3 separate regions of the Sus scrofa genome follow, and all the other regions are linked to region 2. The links are chromatin contacts, called in public targeted proximity ligation maps. All regions are on one chromosome and are shown on one strand. The core of a region is the stretch at or near the end of the contact, and the rest is flanking DNA. Distances in the headings are between cores, read along the strand shown.

Evidence for each region.
Region 1: a targeted proximity ligation map of alveolar macrophages shows a contact between it and region 2. A contact is called at or near these places in 2 of 2 datasets of targeted methods (alveolar macrophages and skeletal muscle).
Region 3: a contact with region 2 is called in a targeted proximity ligation map of skeletal muscle, with 4 times the contacts expected there. A contact is called at or near these places in 2 of 5 promoter capture datasets (fetal skeletal muscle and liver), 12 of 47 Hi-C or Micro-C datasets (alveolar macrophages, brain, embryonic fibroblasts and 8 more) and 2 of 2 datasets of targeted methods (alveolar macrophages and skeletal muscle).

What each region holds. Positions count from the first base shown.
Region 1 is chr3:94,010,968-94,014,973 of Sscrofa11.1, forward strand. It overlaps RHOQ (rho-related GTP-binding protein RhoQ), which reads right to left and starts at 1,693. Exons shown (of 5, transcript XM_005662574.3): 1 at 1,209-1,693; 2 at 589-647. The coding sequence starts at 1,350. It overlaps ATP6V1E2 (V-type proton ATPase subunit E 2), which reads left to right and starts at 1,285. Exons shown (of 5, transcript XR_002342728.1): 1 at 1,285-1,977; 2 at 2,871-2,944.
Region 2 is chr3:94,861,933-94,866,311 of Sscrofa11.1, forward strand. It overlaps PRKCE (protein kinase C epsilon type), which reads right to left and starts at 2,617. Exons shown (of 16, transcript XM_021088295.1): 1 at 2,486-2,617; 2 at 877-1,421. The coding sequence starts at 1,224.
Region 3 is chr3:94,083,250-94,087,399 of Sscrofa11.1, forward strand. The region is part of intron 1 of LOC110260021 (a long non-coding RNA gene); the gene reads left to right. Among named protein-coding and RNA genes, the nearest start is that of TMEM247, 18 kb to the left of the region's middle.

The DNA of each region.
Region 1 (4,006 bases), core at 443-2,942, 850 kb before region 2:
CTCCCTGCCCCAGGGAGTGGCTGGATGGTTGTTTCTTTTCTTTTTTTTTCCCCTGCGGTCCTCTGGTAACACCACAAATTACGTTTTCAGGGACTCGAGTCCCAGAGTGCAATGATGTTGTAATAAACATAACCAGGACCAAATGCCTTCCCATCATATTAGATGATGCCATTTCCCACCAATCAGGCTCCTCTGGCGGGCAGACCACTCACCAATGAGGGACCAGACAAAGGCTGTGAGGGGAGACCTGGTCATCGGCAACTAAAAATAAGGGCGCTTCAGGATTGGCCACTGCCACTTTGCAACAGGAGTTGGGACCCACACGCCAGGCACCAGACAGAAGGCACACACAGGCAAAAACTTTCAGCCCAGGGGTTCACGTGGGGTGGGCTGGTCCCGATGTTGCCAAGGTTTTTTGTTTTTTGTTTTTTTTCCTTTTCCTAATTCGCTGACTTAAAAAATGAGATACTTGATCCAGAGGGAACCTCGCAGACACACCCTCGCTCCTAGACAGTTTCCAAGGCCCTTCGCAACCGTCTTGAATTGGGGAAAAGGAGGGGGGTGTCGGCCAGAAGCCCAGACACTCACCTGTCCGGCTGTGTCATAGAGTCCCAGGAGGTACTGCTTGCCCCCTACGGTGACGCTGACTGCAAGGGCAGAAGTGGGGGCGGGGAGAGAAGCTCACAATTATCTAGGCTCGGGGCGGTTTCGTTCCCCACCCGGACCCTCCTCTCCCAACCCAGCTGGAGGCACGCGGGCGCGCCTCCGGGGATGCCACCCCTTTTCCCCTGTGCCCGGCTCACCGGGAAGTGGCCTGAGGCCGGGGTGCGATGTGGCGCCCCAGCTGCCCAATCTCTTTTCCCAAGTCCCATAGCCACGTTTCCCTCACCCTCCTCCCCCAGGGCTTTGGGAAGTAAGGAAGGCGGCCCTAGGAAGGTCAACGAGGTCGGCCCGGGGCACAGAGGGGGTTAGGAAGTACTGGGCGTAGGGACGCCGCACAGAGGTCGGGGGTGAGAAGAGGGGTGGATCGGGCAGGCGGGGGGCTGCCAGAGGGAAAGCCTGGGGGTGGGGCCCGGCGCCCCGCGGAGGGCGCGGCGGGGGAGGGGCGGGGAGCGCGCGCAGGGGAGGCGGCTAGGGGGCTCAGCCAAAGTTGCTCCAAAGTTCCCGGCCCGGGGAGCGGCCCCTTAGTCAGCACTTCCGAGGCTTACCTGCGTAGTGGTCGAAGACGGTGGGCACGTACTCCTCCGGGAAGGCGTCGTTGGCATAGCTCATGAGTAGGCAAGTCTTGCCCACCGCCCCGTCGCCGACCACCACGCACTTGAGCATCAGCGCGCCGGGCCCGTGAGCCATGCTGCGGCCGGCCGGCCTCCGGGCATGGTCCCCCCGGAGCCCCCGCCCCGGCCCCGGGCTCAGCCCCAGCCCGCCTGGGGGGTCCGCCGCCGCCGCCGCCGCCGCTCCGCGCAGCAGGGCCGCCCCCCCGGCCCCATGCAGCGGCTCCCCCTGCCCGAGGGGAAGGGGCGGCGGGCCCGGGGCGCTGCCGCCGCCTCGGTCGCTGCCCGGATCCCCGCCCGGGCCCCGGTCGCTGCGCCTGCCCGCTGCCCCCGCTGTTCGGCGCCCGCGCCCTCTCCCCGGCCCGGCCTCCCCAGGAGGATCCGCTGGATCATAAGACTGGCCGGCCCCCGGGGAGACGGCAACTTTGGGGAGGGCAGCGGAGGGGAGGGGCCAGGAGGCTCTCCCCGCCCCGCGCCGGCCCAGGCCCCCTCCAGGCTCGGCCCGAGAGGAGGGCGGGCCCAGGCGCCTCCCCCGATCGCGGGCCACCCGCCCGGCGCCCCCGCCCGCCCGCCCGCGGGCTCCGGCGCCCCACGCCCAGCCTGCAGCCGCTGCTCGGCCCTGCGGGCTCACCCTAGCTTGACTCCCCGCGAGGGCTGCAGGGAGGGGGCGAGGAGGAGGAGCCGAGGAAGAGCGAGCGGGAGGAAGGTGAGGCTGGGGGAGGGGGCTGGAGACCAGCACTCGGGAGGAGCCGAGGGCTCCTCGCGAAAGTGCCGGCAGCTCTCAGAAGCGTCCAAAGCCCCCGATGCTGGGAGAAGACGTGGAGGCCTCCTGGGGAACCACGAAGACTGCTACGATGACGCAACAGTCCTGCAAAATTATACATATACATTTAAATTCCACCCGGAAGGCAGGATCCAGCCTATCGGCCTCTAAGTGCACAACAGAACTAGAAATCGGGAAGGAAGAAAGGCCAAGAGAGTTAAAAAAAAAAAAATTTTTTTTTTTTTTTTTTTTTTTTTAAGGCGCGCGGAGTGATGGGGCAGGGGTGGTGGTCCATGAGCTGGAAAGTGGGGACTTCTGGTTTATTGTTTGGTTCCCCCCTCCCACCACCACCAGCCTATGCTGTTCGCAGCAGAGCTTGAATCATTTACTATGAATCTGGTGACTAAGGGAGTTACAGCATCTTGAACCACAGATGCATTCCCCCCCTCCCCCTGATCCGTCAGAAAAGGGAGACTCCGAGACTGTGGAGGCGGCAGGTGTACCTGTGCTCCCCCTACAGGCGACATTCTCTGAGGCCCCTTTATGGTCCCCGTGTCCCTCGAAGGTATTAGGTTGTGGTCCCTGAGGAGTGATACACTCTAGAGCTCTAAGATGTGGCTTATGATCCAAGCGACATCTCCTATCCTCCTGCCTGGGAGAAGCTTTATAACACCCGTCTGGCCAGGTCCCATTCACTGGCCAACAATGCTCCTTCTAACTTTAGGCCCTGGGGGAGAGGGGTGGGGGAAAGAGGATACCCCACACGTTGACACCACGCCCCCCCTTCCCTTCAAGTGCTGACTTGAGTTCAATCGATTCCTTTCATCTCTTCGCAGGATCAGAAAATGCTATTCTGAGAGGCACTGCCGAGGTCAGCTGGACCATCTCTTATATCTCCCTAAGATTGTAGGTAAGCGAATTGAGACACACAGAGGTGAAGTGGTTAGTTATCGCAAAGCCTCCTCCTTGAATTCTAGCATTCAAGGACTTGGAACACACCTTGGGAAATGCTCAGTTGTGTGCTCATGCCACACTTCCCAGGCCTCAACTCTCAACCCCAAATCCGATTTCCACTGTCCTGGAAGATTTCCTGGATTATTGAAAGTTCCTCGTGGGGTCCCACTGAAAGTCTCACCAGGCCCCTCCATTTGTGTCTGAGTGTGGGTATTTATATTGCCAAACGCTTTAGATTATGCAATGACTCTGGAAGATACTCTGTGTGTGCGGAATGACAAGTTAAGGAAGGCAGTTCAGTGCCTTGAAGTTGGATCTTGGTTCAAGGCCAGTCTCCAGTCACTGCCACTTCCTTCTAGAGGGGAAGAAAAGAGAACTTGACCCCTTTGCCACAGGATCACTTCTTCAGGCAGCATTTGCTGGAGCTAGAATTCTGAAAGGAAGGTCTATGAGGAGAGATGTAGGAGCTACTAGAGTGCACTCAGCCAGGAGAGGGCATTTGGTTCCAGCTCTGACACTAGTTAGCCGTGTGACTTTGATCGTGCCACTTTTTTTCTTGGGGCCTCAGCTTTCTTATCAAGAAATGTGAGCTCATCCATAAGGGTGAAATCAGGGCTCACCCTCGAGAACGCTAGGGCCTTACAGCATGTGTCCTGAGAGATCCTGGTAAAAGCTTTGGGCCAGGGAAATAGCAGTTGCTGGAGACATGGGGCAGGCCTTTACGAGGGATAACTAGGTCTGTCCCAGGACTGTAGAGGGGATGCTTCCTGAGGCTCCCCCTGTTCAGGACTCGAGGCTCCCAGTTCTTATGCTCCTTTTCAGAGGGATGGGCATTTGCCAGGAATCCAGGGAGCTGGAGGATCAGCTCCAGAACCTTGCAAAATGGAAGGGACTCCAGGTTCTTTGGAAAAAGCTCTGGGAATAACAGAGGACTCCAAGTGGGGAACTGATGTCAGATGAATCATGCAGTGGTGACTTCATTGGTGATGGTGACCTCATCTTTTTGGCCCATGGAAAA
Region 2 (4,379 bases), core at 1,367-3,866:
AAAGAGCTAAAACAAGATTGCTTCTCTCTGCTTCTCTGAGAGCCAAGGTTGAGTGCATTTGGCTTACAGTATGTGGACAAGGCCTATTTCCAAGTCCCTAATATTTTGACAATGCAATCAATTAACTTAGTCTGGGACCAGAAATAGTATCTCATTGCAGAGTCTTGAAAATCAAAACAAGGAAACAATATAACTTTAAGCAGGGTTCAAAGCACTGACTTACAATCACAAGCAAAACCATTCCGAGACTACAACACTCGATCCGGATGGATGGGCAATGCATTGGGCAAAACAGCTTGGCTGATGTTTCTGGGACCCTGGAGGGGACTAAAGGAGAAGGCATTTTTCTCCCTATATGTCAGAAGATGAGCTAACCGCCAGGCAACAGAACAGAAAAGAGCTGGCTTCCTCCCTGCGGGAAAAATAAAACGGCTCCTCACTCGGCCACACAGGACAAAGCCAGGACGTGCAAGAAGCCTTCAGTCTAGGGCTCCACGTGCCTCTCCAAGGACAGAGGAGCTCACCCACGCTCAGTCACACACAGCCGGCCCACCACGCGCCTGCGGAAGGCACCGGGTTCTCCGCCAACCTTCAGCACTGGCGGCTCAGGCTCCCAGCTTGCGAGCTCCTCTTAGCACCAGCTGTCTGGCGAGGGCAGAGGGCCATACCCTCTTCCCAAGTGTCATCTCCCTTGCCCCAATGTCTGCTTCTCCCCAACCACAAAGTGGAGTGTGCTTCCTCACGGTAACTGAGACATACACACACAGACACCCCAGATGGCACTAAGTCCCGGCGCCCCACCACCCAAGCCAAGGCCGCGAGGTTTCCCCCTGGACCCCACAGCCAGGCTCCTGGACCTGGAGGCGCCCAACTCACCCAGTCCTCGAAGTGGCGGCTCCCGTTCTGCAGCAGCTCCTCAAATTGGATGGTACAGTTGGCCACGAAGTCGTCGTAGCCGATGGGGGCATCGTGGAAGACAGCCAGCTCGATCTTGCGCCCATTGCACACATCGGTGACGAACTCATCGTGCCAGGCCGGGCTGTTGGTCTTCTGCTTGGTGGCCGTTTGGCCAATGCGCGAGTCGTCCACGTTGAGGGCGATGTAGGGGTCCAGAAGGAAAGTCTGCGGCCGGGGTCCCACCGCATGGCGCAGCGACCAGGCTGTGGGCTTCAAGCTCACGGCCTCGCAGATTTTGATTTTAAGAAGGCCATTGAACACTACCATGGTCGGGGCGGGGAGTGGGAGCCGGGGTCACTCCGTCCGCCCCGAGGGCAGGAACGAAGAACCGACGCCGCGGCGCTCCGAGCCACAGGGACTCCTGGGTCCCCTCTCGCCCCACCCCACACTCTCCCTACACCTTGTAGCGCTGCGCCCTGGCGCGGGCGATTCTCAGCCAGTGCATGTATTTCCTCGCTGGGTTCCTAACGGAAAAGAGGGAGGGGGGGAGAGCTGGGGGATGTCCGTGTTTGGAGCAAGTCTCTCCCCCCTACCACCAGCAGCACCTCCAGAAGAGGAGACGAGCTGTCGGCTTCGCTGCAAGCCGCGGAGGCTTGTCTCGTTGCCTCGCTGGCTCTCCGAGTCCGGGCTGCGGGAAGCGGGCGCCGCGCCCGGCTCTTACCTACCTTTCCGAAACATAATCCCCGGGAAATTTCGACTCCGGGAGGAGAAGGGGGCGGTGGGACGGGGCGGGGACCTGAACCGGGGGCGCAGATTTCAACCCGGATCCTCTTCGAACACCCAGCGCCTGCCTCTGACCGCGCGGGGCGGGGGATGGACCGAGGGATGTACAGTCTATCCGGAGGGATGCATGTCGAGAGGAAATGGTCCTCTTCGGAGCCAAATTTTTAAAAATCCACAAGCCACACGGCCAGCCCGGCCGCCTCCTCTTGGACGAAGACGCGCCGCGCCGCAGTCGGCGATCAGGAGGCGCCAGGAGCCGTGAATCTCACATCCGCGCGGGCTCGGGAGTCGGGGTGGCCGCCGCTCGGGCTCGGGGCGCAGGCCGGCACCGGGCGGTGCGCAGCGCGGCGGCGGGGCCGGGACTGCGACTCGGCGCGGCCCCACCTCCCGGGCGCCGGCGCCCGCCCGCCCCGCTCCCCGCGTCCCCGCTTTCGGCCGCCGCTCGCTCGCCGCCCGCTCTCCCCCTCGGTCTCTTCTCCCTCCGTCGGTGTGCGAGCGAGTCTCCCTCCCTCTAATGCAGGAAATGCGCAAAAGACGTCAGTGTGTGTGTGTGTGTGTGTGTGTGTGTGTGTGTGTGTGTGTGTGTACGCGCGCGCGCGCGCGCGTTCCTGTGTTTGGGGAAATAGAAAGTTTTGCCGGTTGGGGGAGCAATACGGGAAAAGTGAGCAGAGGAGAGGACTACAGAGAGCAGACGAGCCTGCCTGGGTCTCGGCGGCGGGCCGGGGAGCCAGGCGGGGACCCCGCGCGGGACCCCGGGGAGTGGCGGCCTTGAGGGCGGGGCTACGGGCCCGCCAGTTATCCGTACCTGGTCTGTGGTCTCCGCCCGGGGACCAGTGGGTCGCGCATCTCTCCGGGCTCGGCCGCCAACACTCTTTTAGAACCAGGGGTGGAGGAGTGGCGGGGGTCGTGTTGCCGGAGAGGACGCGAGACCCTCCCCCAGCCCCACCTCTACTCGGACTCTGGCAGGCTAGGGCAGCCTGCGGAGTATTGGCCGGTCTGTCTGTCATTCTGTCCGGAGACGCTCCGCTCCACGGTGGTGGGGGAAGGGGGAAAGGGAAGGCTGTGCAAGGTTTGGTATGTGTTTTAAAACATGTATCGTCTCTTCCCATTCTCTGGGGACGTTCTCCCTTTGGGGGTCTGCCCTGGACTTCTCCGGCTGCAAGAACTTGTTGACAAGTGAAAGCTTAGTAGCTCCCTGGCTCCGTTTTGTGTTTGTTTATTCTCTACAAAGTGACTTCATATTTACTCTGGACCTTGCCTATGCCCTTTTGGGGGACAGGGCTCTGGGCAGCGCGCTGACAGCGGCCGTCCGAGCTGCCCGAAAACGGGGCGCGTCCACCGGGATGGCGGGAGGTGGGGGAAAGGGGGGGGGGCGAGTGGCTCTGTGCTAATTTCCTCCGTAACCTTTAAACTCTCGCTGGAAGCCGCGGCTGCGGCTGATCACGTGAGTCGAGCCCTGGGCTGCTGGGGAAGAATTTCCTCCGCGGGGAGCGGGGGACAGGGAAGGCGGCCCGGAGAGGGACGGCCCCGCGCCTGGGGACGCGAACCTGGGAGGGCGGGGCGGAGAGCGCGGAGGTCCCAGGCGCGGCCCTGGTTGGAACCGCCGAAGGACAGAGCTGGGAAGAGGTCATCTCCCCAACCTGTTGTGCAAACGGAAAAAGAAAACCTCGGCCCTCACCCTTGTGCCAAGTCAAGTCAGGGCGTTTGTAGGGATCGTGGTAAGCTGAGTGTTTATCTTGTGAGTCTGGTTAGCGTCGGCCAAAATGTAAAACCTACCTCTCGATCACTTTTTCTCACTGGTAAAAGGTTATCACCGCCTGTGGCTCAAAGGCTTAAAAAAGCTTAAAAGCGAAGAAAGAGGCAGTCCCCTGGAACAACGGGATACCCAGAGCCGCACACAGGTTGCAGAAATGATCAGAAAAGTGCCAAGGTGGTGGTGGCAAAACCTCTCCTAAGGCCTGCAGCCACTGCTCTCTTCCCCAGCTTTCAAGTAATTTCTTGAAGCCCAGCCTCCTGGATGCAGGGGCAAAGTACAGAGAATGCTGGTGTGTAGTCTTAGGGACAGTGGAGACCATTCACATGTTAAAAGCCAGGATATAAAAGTTGTGCCTTCCAGGGCCACTCCCACCAGCTGCAGGCTTATTTTAAAGTCTGTCAGTTTGACAAAGCACACGTGGGATATCTCATTGCTGCTCACGTTTGATTTCTTTGATCATCAGAAAATTTTCCTTCTTGCTTCTTCCTTCCACCATTCTATTCTTATTTAATGCTTCCCCCTTCATAAGGCATGTGATGGGAGACACTGGCAAATAGGGCTGGATCTACAAAGGCATTTGGAAGCAGAGCCAGAGCTAGACATGAGTGAGATGCCTGACAAAGAGGCAGAATTGAAAGGCTACCAACAAACTCAGCCATCAAGATAAAAAATATTTTAATGCAATATTTTTTTAAAAAATCAAAACGAATGTAGAACTCCAGGATGAACATAATATTCAAATTTTGAATAATTTTAAATATCACATTAAAAAATTATTTGTATTGCTGAGTTTATTGGCATCCCTGAAATTTTGTGCCTCACTCCAGCCCCAGCCCTGTGGGGGAGTTGAGAAAGGCACAGACTTCTTTCGTAAAGTTAGGGATTCTTGAGTGTTTCATACCTTCTTCTACTCTTTTGTTGGATGAGTTCTATCTTGCCTGAA
Region 3 (4,150 bases), core at 1,017-3,516, 780 kb before region 2:
CATCTGTGCCGTATATTAGATACCAGATATAAGTGATATCATAAGCTATTTGTCTTTTTTTGACTTCTTTCACTTAGTATGAAAGTTTCTGGTTCCATCCATGTTGCTGCAAATGGGATTATTTTGTTCTTTTTTATGGCTGAGTAGTATTCCATTGTATATATGTACCACATTTTCTTTCTTTTTTAAAAATTAATTAATTAACTTTTATTCTATTTTTTAAAACTGTTATTTCCCCAATACAATTTTTTTTTCTACTGTACAGCATGGTGACCCAGTTACACATATATGTATACATTCTATTTTCTCACATTATCATGCTCCATCATAAGTGACTAGACATAGTTCCCAGTGCTACACAGCAGGATCTCATTGCTAATCCATTCCAAAGGTAATAATAGTCTGCATCTATTAACCCCAAGCTCCCAGTCCCTCCCACTCCCTCCCCCTCCCCCCTTGGCAACCACAAGTCTATTCTCCAAGTCCATGATTTTCTTTTCTATGGGAAGTTTCATTTGTGTTGTGTATTAGATTCCAGATATAAGTGCTATCATATAGTATTTGTCTTTCTCTTTCGGACTGACTTCACTCAGTATGAGAGTCTCTAGTTCCATCCATGTTGCTGCAAATGGCATTATTTTGTTCTTTATTAATGGCTGAGTGGTATTCCATTGTGTCCATATACCACTTCTTCCTAATCCAATCATCTGTCATGGACATTTCGGTTGTTTCCATGTCTTGGCTATTGTGAATACTATGGACTAGCCACCAATCGCTTTAAGGAACTGAGAGCAGATCTTGGCCTGGGGGATAGGTCTCCAGCCATGGCTGGGCTTCCTTCACCAGGACTGATGTCCCTCTCCCTGCAGAGACAGGATTCTGCTATTGCTGCTGGATGGGTAGGCAGCTGAGCCACGCTTGGCTGGCTCTGTTTTGGGATGGAGACCAGGAGTTCTGCCTAAGAAGCGGGGAGAGAAACAACAAAAATGGTAGATCCTTTTCTGGAAGGGAAAAGGCAGCAGGAGGCACTTTATTCCTCAATTCAGACCCTTTCAGACAGCTGCTCAGATGATCGATGGAGACGTTTATTTGCTGCAGTTTCCTTGGAATCACTGATCTCTAGTCACTGCTCACTCCCCTGCAGCAGAACACTGCTAGCATTGTGGGGTGTGCATTTTAATTCTAAGGCAGTTGCAGATGCAAGCAAGACATTGATTAAATGTAGAACTGGCAGGAGCAGATAGGTGTAAGTGCCCACAATAGGGAGTTGGGTGGGGAGGGAGGACCCAGCTCTGTGGATAACCAGTCCCTCCCTCCTTCCGACCTCAGCTTTCCCATCTGTGAAATGAGGGTCCTGGGATGGAGACCCTCCAAGCTCTTCTTGTACGCTGACATCCTGCAATTTATTTTGTGTCATGGTCCCAGCCTGGACCTGGGTTCTGTGGGCAACGGTGGAGAAAACACACAGACTTTTGCCATCTGGAAAAGGCGGCCTCATAATTGGCCATCTCAGGCCTCTCAAGAGCTTCTGAATCTGTCTGGATCAGCCGAACAGAATTCTGGTCGTGTGGGCCGGTGTCAAATTTCACATTGTCCACCGTTGGGCTCCTACCAAAAGTTGGTTCTAAGAAGTAACTCTTAGGAGAGTTGGTCAAAGACTAATTTTCAAAGATTAAAAGAAAAAAATTTTAAAGCAATTAAATCCTTTTCTTCAAAGGGAATTTTATGTGGACATGAGATAAGACAAAGGAAGCTCTGGCTGCTCTGGGAGAGGGAACCCAGAGTCTCCAGGCTCCTCCGTGAATCTGTAGGCTCCAAGGAGCACAGTTTGAAAGTGACCCACCTAAGTGTCAGACAGTCTAATGACACTTGAGGAACAAGTGAGGTCCCTGATTCCACGTCCATGTCATACCTTTGCTTTTAGCAAAAGTGCCCTGAAAACTAGCACACAAATGCCTGGTCTGTATCTGCTGTTGGAGACACCGTATGTCACATCATGTGATGTTCTCCATGGAATGTCCCCACGTGAGGAATTTCTTTCAGCAGTTCTTACTAGGAAAAACTTTATCCACCTAGGAACCAAAATGTCCTTCAAGTCTTTGTGTAAAAAACCCAGCCAACCAACTAACAAGCAAACACGGTGTCTCCCTGAGAGGAGCTTTTCATAACGAGATGAATGTCCCTTGATGCAATTCCCTCTTAGTGCTGTGGGGTAGGTGCCATGGGTTGGCACTTGACATCCATTTAAAACTCCTTCTAATGTGTCTTCCTGTGCCTGAGAGGCTAGCAAGCTAAAAATATCACTTCCCAGATTCCCTTGCTCCTAGGCTTCTGGATTAAATTTCCATCACTCGATGTACTAATGCAGTATCTGGAGGTGGAAATGAAGGGACGTTGTCTTCATGTTGCGGTGATTCTTGCTGGTGACCAATGTGAATCTGGGTGAGGATGTTTCTACAGCTGGGACTCCAGGTCCGGTCACTGGGGTGGCAGTGCCTCACAGATTTTGAGACTGGAGTTTTGGCAGTGTGCTCTTGATTGCAAAGACTCTGCTTGCTGAGATTTGGTTCCCTGCCATCTTGATTCTGGCAGAGTTGGAAGCTCCCCTGGTGGGCAAGTTAGGTGGCAGGTTTATTTTAGTTTTTTCTTTAGTAAGATCTTTATTGGTTGGATCATCCAGAGAGCCTTCTGAGATCACTTTTTTTTTTTCTTTTTACGACTGTACCCATGGCATATGGACATTCCCGGGCTAGGGGTCAAGTCAGAGCTGCAGCTGCCAGCCTGCACTACAGCCACAGCAAAACCAGATCCAAGCTGCATCTGTGACCTACATGGTAGCTTGTGGCAACGCCAGATCCTTAACCCACTGAGTGAGACCAGGGATCGAACCTGCATCCTCACAGAGGCCACTTTGGGTCCTTAACCCACTGAGCCACAATGGGAATTCCTAGGTGACAGGTTCTGGTTGCCATTCCTGATGGCCCAGTCTAGAGCTCTTTGCTCATGTTCTTTCCACAATCCATTCTGTAAGAACTGAATTCCCTGGGTTGCAGCATTTTTGCTGAAAAAGCAAGAGTAGGTTCTGTTTGCTATACTTGAGAACCCTGACTAATGTTCTGCAGTTATCAGGATGCTTAGATCCAAGTCTTTTTTTAAAATGAAGTATAATTGACTGACAGTTAGATCCAAGTCTTGTTTCTCCTTGTTGAAGCGTGAAGGGCTTTGAGCCTCAGTTTCCACATCTAAAGCTGCATGGTCAGGATACTCTCATTATATCATACTGTAATTGTTTCCTTGGGTCTCTCACTATTTGCTTCTGCCTCCCTTCATGGCTAAGAGCTATTCGAGGTTTTACAGCTTACCTAGCCCTTTCCCCTATTATGATCTGACCCTCACAACCACCATGGGAGGTCAAAGGGAGGGTTTATTATAATTACAAGACCACAGGATAATTGCTGCGGTGGAGGCATGTAGGTAGCTGAAGAATGGGCGGAATGCTCTGGGTTGCTTGGGGGAATTGGACGAGGTCTTTAGGAGGACGTGGCACCTGAACTTTGAAGAATGAGATGTCTAAAGAGAGGAAGGCAGGGTGGGACTTGACCAGCAGGGAAAAGCCTACGCAAAGGCTTGGAGGCATGAGCAGGCCTGCACGTCCAGGGGTGATTGCTAGCGTGGGTTCAGGACTGTCTGAGTGGGCTGTGAGGGGGCAGTGGTTGGAGGGGAGGGCTTGGGACTCCTGCCTGCGGGGAGTTGAGACTTTCCTCTGTAGATTGCAGAGAGGCCAGGAAGCAACCTGACTGAATGACCACGCTGACCACATGGGGGTTGGGGAGGGCTGGAGAGGCAAGGTTAGAAGCAGAGTGAGTGAGCAGCCCGGATGGCAGTTCAAGTAAGAGGTGATGAGAGGTGGCCGTGGGGGTGGAAACAAGGGAGCTGGTGATGGATTGGATGTGGAGGATGAGAGAGAGAGGGGAGAGTGGTCTGGGACGACCCCCAGGTCTCGGGTTTGGATAACCGGGTGAGTGGTACTCACCGAGAAAGGGAGCTTGGGAAGGTGGCAGGTTTGGACCATAGAGTTTCAGATTGTCTGGTGACCAGATGATTACAGAGGTCTAAAGCTGTAGACAGGTCTGTCTGAAGGTGTGAGTTT